2 separate regions of the Sus scrofa genome follow, and region 2 is linked to region 1. The links are chromatin contacts, called in public Hi-C maps. All regions are on one chromosome and are shown on one strand. The core of a region is the stretch at or near the end of the contact, and the rest is flanking DNA. Distances in the headings are between cores, read along the strand shown.

Evidence for each region. A called contact is a pair of places that touch in the nucleus more often than the background predicts.
Region 2: a contact with region 1 is called in a Hi-C map of embryonic fibroblasts, with 3 times the contacts expected there. The contact joins the promoter of PCDH9 here to the enhancer-like site in region 1. A contact is called at or near these places in 4 of 47 Hi-C or Micro-C datasets (brain, embryonic fibroblasts and skeletal muscle) and 1 of 2 datasets of contacts at active chromatin or transcription factors (skeletal muscle).

The regions. Positions count from the first base shown.
Region 1 is chr11:37,475,713-37,479,940 of Sscrofa11.1, reverse strand. No RefSeq gene overlaps it. Among named protein-coding and RNA genes, the nearest start is that of PCDH9, 2.0 Mb to the left of the region's middle. Within about 2 kb of position 1,965, at least 7 of the 83 cell types and tissues checked have an H3K27ac peak or open chromatin away from gene starts, as enhancers often do. A contact at or near this core is called in embryonic fibroblasts, where this site is marked.
Region 2 is chr11:39,453,104-39,457,331 of Sscrofa11.1, reverse strand. It overlaps PCDH9 (protocadherin-9), which reads left to right and starts at 2,166. Exons shown (of 4, transcript XM_021065365.1): 1 at 2,166-3,652.

The DNA.
Region 1 (4,228 bases), core at 716-3,215:
ACTATAAAATAACTAAAAATATACCAAATCTGGTTATATACAATGTTTTAAAAATCAATCTATTTGGGCCCACTCTCTTAAAAATAGGACCTTTAATATTTTTCAGGGAGCATTTGTCCTTTTGAGTTTGAATAAATTCAGACACACTTGATATTTCAATCCCGCTAAGCAGAGAAGTTCCTGTATCCAGGGAAACCAGTCTGGGTTGCCAGGACCTAAAGTTAAGACAGGAGGAGCCCTGCTGTCTGGGATGTAAGGAAGCAATCTGCCAGGCATATCTTTTAGTTAGGACTTCTTTGTGTCTGTGATGCCTCCTGACCAATCTGAAAGCACAACTGTATCCCTGGTAATGTTTGCTTTCTACCACCTCACTGTCCATAGCCACAATCCACACATGGAGATGATAGTCATAATCAAAAGCAAACATTTTCAGATCTGTGCTGGCATCCATGGCTCCACATGCCAGCAAGGAAACAACAACAGGAACAGCAGTTGTCTCTTGAACACAGTGAGAAACTTCTATGATCTTCGCTTAGCAGCTGCTTTCTCAGAGTCACTGAGCCAGAAGCATTGGCCTGTGTTCAATATCATGTGAGAACATTAAGTTCTAGAGAGTGAATGACTGGTTTGAAACCTTAACTTTGCCATTTGCTACCTGTCAGATCTTAGTGAATTACTTAACCATGTTGAGGTTCAATAATCTCATCCAATAAATAAGGGTAAATATAGAGGGTAATTTGCTGGGTGAATTGAATGACAATTTAACTAAAGAAATGAAATGACAATATAACTAAAGAATGAAATGACCATGCCTAATAATGACACCTGATAGAATTTTTGTGGTGTATTAACCCCCTTCTCTTCCTTCACTTCTGAGTATACAGAAAAAAAAATGTATGCAGCTAAATATACTGGAGAATATGATTTATGTAAAGGCTAAATTATATTTTCAAATTATGCAAATCTCAGGTAAAGGATTTGTAGCCTCTGTTGTGTCTACAAAACAAAATTAGCAGGATAGCCGGGTCTTTGGAACAAATTTCAAATCTATTCACCTGGCCCCAGGATGAGGCTGTTGGCTGGATTCTTTCACCCAGGCTTGGCAGTAAAAAGGGAGACATATACTCTGTCCCTTATGCTTAGTTCCTACCTGGCCTTCCTTGCCTAGCTCATGATTTGGCTAAGAACCTATTCCTATTCTTGTGTGAGAGAAGAATGGACAGGGAGCAATAAGAATGAGAGAGAGGAATGAAGTGTTGTGTTTTAAATGATATTGACATCTAATAAAATGAACCCTCTACACCACTGATAAATCATGACCAAGTGGATTTCAGACTCTGAACCATCCACTCCTTTATAGAGATGATAGAAAACTCCCTTCCCTATGTTCTCTGCATAGGGAAGGAAGATGCCCTTTTTTGATAGACCAAGACACTTTCTTAAATGAACAGGCATGAGCTCTTCTTTCCTCTAATCACACATTACATAGATAGATGGATAAATAAATTATTGTAATTTATCATCATTACAGTTATTATTTTTAATTATTTACCTCATTAACTGAGATTTTTGCTCACTTTGATCTCATTTCAGGACAATTCTGAAACAACAACAACAGAATTTGACTTACCACAGCAAAAGAATGACAAAAACTTAAGTCATTGGTGGCCAGAGTTACTTCCTCCATTTTCTATGAAAAATTTCATGATTACCATCAACAGGGTCCTTGCCAGCACAATGCAGTCCTAGCAACTACCTGTCTCTCTCCTGTGCCCTCAGTCAGGGCAAATATACCAAGTTTGCTCTCACAAACCATTCACTTTCTGTTTATTACTGCTGCTTGTTTTTGACCTGAAACAAATAGATTGTCTGTTATTTCTCCAGCAGAAATGGGTTTATTCAGGATCAGTAGGGAGTTGCCATACAGAGTCTGCAATTGTGGTGAGTCATGTGCAACTACCCAGCGCAGCAAGTGAAAGAGAACTTCTACACTGAGAAGAGGAAGTTGGTGGTGGGGGCATAGTAAACAAGGAGTCCAAAAATTTTCACTGGTTGGGTTGTAGCCAGGAAAAAAAAGAGAAGTTTTTCTCCTGTTGGGCTCTGCTATCTTTGGAGGGCATTAGAGCTCCCCCTTCTGGTCTCCAACTCTGGTTAACAGAGGTTTCTCTTTATTAACATTTTTAATGGTTTATTTTATTTGCTTAATTTTATTTTTAAATTTTATTGGCATACAGTTGACTTAAAAGGTTGTGTTATTTTCAGGTGTACAGAAAAGTAAATCAGTTATACATACACACGCATATTTTTTTTTTACAAAATAAATGCACTTCTGAAATATAAAAAGGTGGTATTATCTAGTAAAAGGAGATTCTGCCAGAAATTGAAAGATGGCATAAATTGTAAGATGAACCATTATTTTATATTAAGAAGCTTTGAATTAAGAATATGTTAGTTAAAATATCACTCAATATCTTCTAATCAATCATCATGAGATCTAAAATTAAGGTTTTAATATAAGTTCATCTGAGAATTAATGAAATGCAATTCATCATGTATAGTATATAATGTGCATGGTTATATCTGGCTGTGCATATCATTATTACTATATGAATATAAATTAAAGACATTAGTCCTCATCTATTTGAGTAAAACAAATACTAATTGTGCATAAGCTATCCATCAGCTACCTTGTTGCATTTTGCAGAATGAATATCAACTTATCTACATAAATTATCTTTGTGGGGTCACTCTCCTATTTGGGGAAACACTTCAATAAAATTACAGTCTGAAGAAATTGAGCATATATGAGTTTCCTAAATTTCAGTACTTGGTTGTACAATGAACTGAACTTAAGAGCATCAACTCTTCTGCTTCTATGTTAGTTATGGACATTTCTGTGCCCTGTTTTGTTCTCCCATTTTGGTAAAAGGAGGTGAGGTAAAATATTTCTTTTATTTCTGGAAAGTAGAATTGTCTGTCAACCCCTGAACTTTGTTTAGTAAAATTAAAAAGTTATACTATTAGTGAAAAAAAATTAAATTTTACTATTTTATATTTTCATTTAAAAATATTATTTGGAGCATTGTACCAAAGTTATTGACTGAAACATACATTTATGACTTATAAAGCAGTAGTAAAATTTGTTTCAATTTTAAAATGTATGATATGAAACAAATATACAATATATTTAATTGGATGGTTTAATTAAATAATGTTCACAGTGAAATGAAGACTCAAGACATCAACTAATGCATGTGATTAATGGATTTTACAAAATTCTTGACCTTGAACTTATTTAAGAATGCAGTTTCAACATTTTTATGTCCAAAGCCAGAGTCTTGTAAGGCCATTAATGCCCTTGATTAACTTGGTTTATCAATCAGCTTTTTTTTTTTTTGGCTCTACGATGACCTAGATAGTTATTTTTTCTAAAAATTTGAGGAATCCATAGACTCTCTGATGACTTTCCATAAGAAAAAGGATATAGCTAACTAAAAAAAAAAAAATAAATCCTGGGTTTTATTTCCTATACATATTTCAGGGTATGAATTATTTATTTTCAGCAAGGTTTTCCACTCTATTTTGACCATGAACAGTGTACAAACATTTCTGCCTTCAAATAGTTGACTTACCAAACTAAAATTCTTTCTAGCATCATATTGGTCCTGAAAACTTCTTTTGTGTATACATTTATATTTTATGATATAATCAGTAGAAAAGCTTTTAATTTATCAATCTGAACAAACATGCATAGCAAACAATTAGAAGATTTTGCATTTGATGGTGAAAACTAAATGATATTTTTGCAGTGCTCCATGACAAATGAGCCCTTAGTTGTTCTATGCTTCATGAATTCTGTACTCCATTTATATGATGCCCAGGCCTCTTTAGGTAAACTAAATAAAAAACATAAAGAATTAAGTAATTAAAAGCCTAATTATAAGAAGATTGTCTAAGTTTAAAATTAATTGTAGGTAAGGGTAATAATATTTCATTTATAAGATTTAATACTCAAAATGGCTATAAATTAGGTGTTTATTTTCTTTTTTTTAAGGATGAGGGAATTGAGCCATATAGATGGTATTAGAGGCTATATCCTAAACCTATGTTTTTTAGAGCTAAAACTACATTCTTCACCATGACAATGTGCTAATTTAATACTCTTAGAAAGCATATATATAAAACTTCACCTTTCTGTGTTATTTACCCATAACAACTCTATACATAG
Region 2 (4,228 bases), core at 917-3,416, 2.0 Mb before region 1:
ACAAAGATGTATTAGGGTTAGTTGAAGAAATCTAATTTGAAATCTAACATATATACTGGAAGATGTATATTGGAAGTCATATAATTGAAAGTCTAACCTTTTATTAAATTCATGAAAGAGAAAAGTGATTAAATGCATCAAAAAATAAATGTTCCCTAGAAACACTAAAATAAATGAAAAATATCATTCCCCTAATTCATAATTATGCAGATATACATTTTTTCAAAAAATAAAAAGCAGGATAAGTGGATTGTGAGCAACTCTCGATAGGCACTTGTAGATATGGTGGTTTGGGCAGAAGCCTCAAGTTATGATTGCAGAGGGTTAGGAAAATGACCCTTTATATTTAATTTTCTGCCAGGAATATTAATAAGCTGTCTAATAATAGTTCTCATTCTGCAGTTTAGCAGTTGGAATATAATAGGGCAAACAATAAGCTTCAACCATGCTAGCTTTAAGGGCTAAAACTATTACAATTAAAGAATCCCAGTAATTTAGATATGCCAAAAAAACTTACACAATGCAATGCACTGAAGTCAGTAGTTCTATTTCTGTATTATACTCAATCTCCTTTGAAAAGAAGCTATATCTACTTCATTTTGAGGCTTTGACCTGCGATGTCTGTTAATTGAAGCCTCATAGACATGTCTTATCATGTGATGATATATTTTTTCTTCCATAACCTCTACCATTGTTCATACTAAGATTTCATTTATGAGCTTAGGGTAATAATGGGTTCTGACTACCAAGAAAATCTACCCCTTCGCAAACAGAAACAATTCTACTTAGGAATAATGTTAAACAATTATTGCTAAGCTATGTGCTGCCACTACAACATGACTTTGAAATGACTACAGTATGATTAGAATAAGAGTGTAATATAACTGTGATGCTTACAAAATGAACTGGAAAGTGACTGTGCTGATATGTTTATTGTAATATATCAGAAGGATGGTTCATTTATTATTTTAAACTAGTTCAGATCACAAAATAGGTGACAATTGGAACAATGCACTCGCTTAAATGGTACATTTTGTGAATGGCAAAATGAACATTCACTGTGGTAAGATAAAAATATCTTCCTTGAATTCACTCACATTATTGTAGAAGTTAATATTTTTGTATTGACTTTTAGATACTTAAGCAGTCCTTTTTAAAACTGTATATATTCTAATCATACAAAATACTATCATAGGAGTTGTTTAGCTATTTCAAAACAGTGTCAACCTATGGCTTGCTAGAAACCTGTTTTATATTTCACACATAAGGGATTAATGTATTTTACACTGGGTTTATAGGCACTGCACTTATAAAAAAAAAAAGAGCTTATAGTCTCAGAGTGGGGAAATTGCAATGTCAAATGTGTTGGTTAAATTAAGGGATTATTTATAGAATATCTAAATTTAGTAGATTTCCGTAGTAATTTTTTTCTTTTTACTTTTAAATATCTAAAAATAAGTGTTCATATTTAAAAAGGAAAGCCATTGTATTCAAAAACAAGAGGTGTTCCTGAAACTCCATCCCAGTGCATAACTATATGAAGAGCCTTTATGGCATCTTCAGGCCAGTATAGAATGGGGAACACGGAGGTTTAAAATAAATGCCCTTTATCCTCCCTGTAAGTTAGAATAAGTTATTCAATCATGCATTAAGACCTTCTTAGACCTTTATAGGTCATGCTAAAAAATAATTTTTTGTTGTTGTTCCAAGTGAACTGTTATTATTAATGCCTCAAATTTTACTCAGGTATCTGGCGTCGTAGGTACAACCCATTGCACAAATCTTCGTGGTTTACTGATTTTAAAAGATCAGTCAAATATAGATAAGTGCTTTCAGGGCCAATATTTATGGTATAAACTAATCCTTTTGAGAGTTATTCTATCCGGCTCTTGAATGAAAATGAGAAACGTATGAGGATACTCGACGGAAGAGGAGTCACAGAAATGAACTGCACAGGAAAGCCAAGTACTACAGGTAAAGTTGGAATCCTCAGACAGTGTTAATGGGAAAGGAAATATGTTCCTCAGCTTGGGGAGCAGCTGGACGGGACTCCTCCCAGCCTCTCCCAAGTAAAGTTTGCAGATAGGTGAGCTGAAGCGGCTTTTGCCGCAGCCACGCGTCCGGGCGAGCTCTGTTTCGTAGGTTTCTGGGCGCTGCGGGAGCAGAAGTGCAAGGTCAGCCTTGATCAGCCGCCGCGGCCTGTCACACTCCCGGGTAGGAGACTTCTCTCCGCACAGCGGACAGGCCTAGGGCTGACTACGGGGATCCCAGAAGCTGTCATTTTCCCTTTCTCCCGGCAGCTTCCGTCACCCAGCAAGTAGGGAGTGCTCAAAGTAATTTTCTCTCCGGTCTTGAAGGAGATTCAAATATCCTCTGTCCCGACCTTTCCTATCCGCCCTCTCTGCCTTTCCGGCCAGAGTCCCCGCCAGCAAAAGCCTCTAGTTGCAGCACCGGGCGTGTAGTCCATTTAACGCGCTCCGGGGATCTGCTGGCCCCTGCTTCCCTCCGAGGGGCGACGGAGTGTTTCGCTCCTCGGACCCCGGGTGGTCTCTCTCCGATCTCTGCATTTTGGTCCCTCGATTTAGCAAAGAGAAGTGCGGGATGTGCGTCGGCAACCGGGCCGCCTCGGCATCCCCCATCCGCCCTCCGCGGTGCCCGAGGCTCCAGGGTCTGCGCCCCGCACGCCCTGCCGGCTTCCCGCGCTGCCTCTGGTCGAGCGACTGCCGGGGCTCGGCTGCTCGCTACACGGAGCCACTCCGAGCAGCCGCCAGCCCTTATGCGCCCGTGACAGCCCTGTCCTCGCGGGTCTGGGGAGCGCCGCCGCTTCCTTCCCCGACCGGCCCATGCTGGGCATGCTCAGTGCGCCTCCTGGAATCCAGCTCTCCCGGGGCTGGGATCGTGACTCCGGGTTTTCGTGACTGCCAAAGGGGCGATGGGGAGGGGAGGCTGGAAGACAGTCAGCGCCTTGTTCCGCGCCCGGCTGTGGCCGCCCGCACCGCAAGATACGGGCCAATCAGGGGGCAGGGGCGGGGCTCAGTTCGTCACGCCCTCCCTCTGGGCTTATTGAGAGTTATATCAAGAAATTCAGTTCAGAGAGAGGAGAGAGGAGAGGGAGAAGGAGAGAGGGGCAGAGGAGAAGGGAGAGAGGGAGAGCATGCCAGACAGGAAGGAGCACCCTAGAGTCTCTGAAGCCCGAGAGAGATAACCAATTAGGAATTTTTCAGGCAACTGTCACCCGGAGATCATCCAGAGAATCACCATCACCCCAACTCTGACGTTTCCTACAAGAAGTTAAGAGACTTGAGCAGTATTGACATCGGAGGGAAATGGTATGCTTGATGCTGTGGAAAATATCCCTGAGCTGAAGAAGTGCAATTGGATGTTGTGTGTGTGTTAAATACCAGAAGAGCTCAGACCCCGTGGGTAATAGAGACGAAATGTGGAGAGAATGACTAACGACAAATCTGTGAATTTGTTTTCTGGAGTTGCTAATTTGCCAGCCCGAAGCAACACATTTTACAAAGAGGAAACGTTTTGCTGCTTCTGATTTCTCCCCAAACTGGTGCTACCAGATGCATGGCTTTCTATGTGTTGGAACAGATCATTCCTAACTGCAGCATACCGGGAAAGGGGAAAGGTTGAGGCAACTAACGTAAGTGTAAAGTTTCGCATGCACAATTGTACATTTTGTGTTTAGATATGTCCTCGGTGTAGACGATAGATGTTTGTAATTGGGTAGACGGTTGGGGCAGAGCTCACCTACTAGGCTGTATCTGCATCCCTACCTGCATCACTCTGCCGGAACTAATCGCGGGCATCAGCTACCGTGCAGCCTAATGCAGATAAGATTAGAGCCTGGGAACTGACCAGTTCTACTCAAGTAGGTAGCTGCTTGGAACCTTGCACCCATGTAAATTGCAGTTGGGGGGCATCTAAACAGAAGGCTTTTTACCTGCATTACTGAGTTGCAGTATTTACGTGTGGCAGATGTTACTAATACTATAACCAGAGATCGGGGGTTAAGAAACTGCAATTTTTTCCCTCTTTTATGCTCAGTAGAAAATATTGTGCTATTACATGGAAATGTTAGCTGCGTTTCACTTGTATCTTGGCACTCTCTTCCACCTCTAGGATAAATAATCCTATATTATTATATATATTCTAAAAGTTTTAATGCGTTTATTAATTCTAATGGGGCTAATTTGGCAACATGGAGAAATGAAAGCAA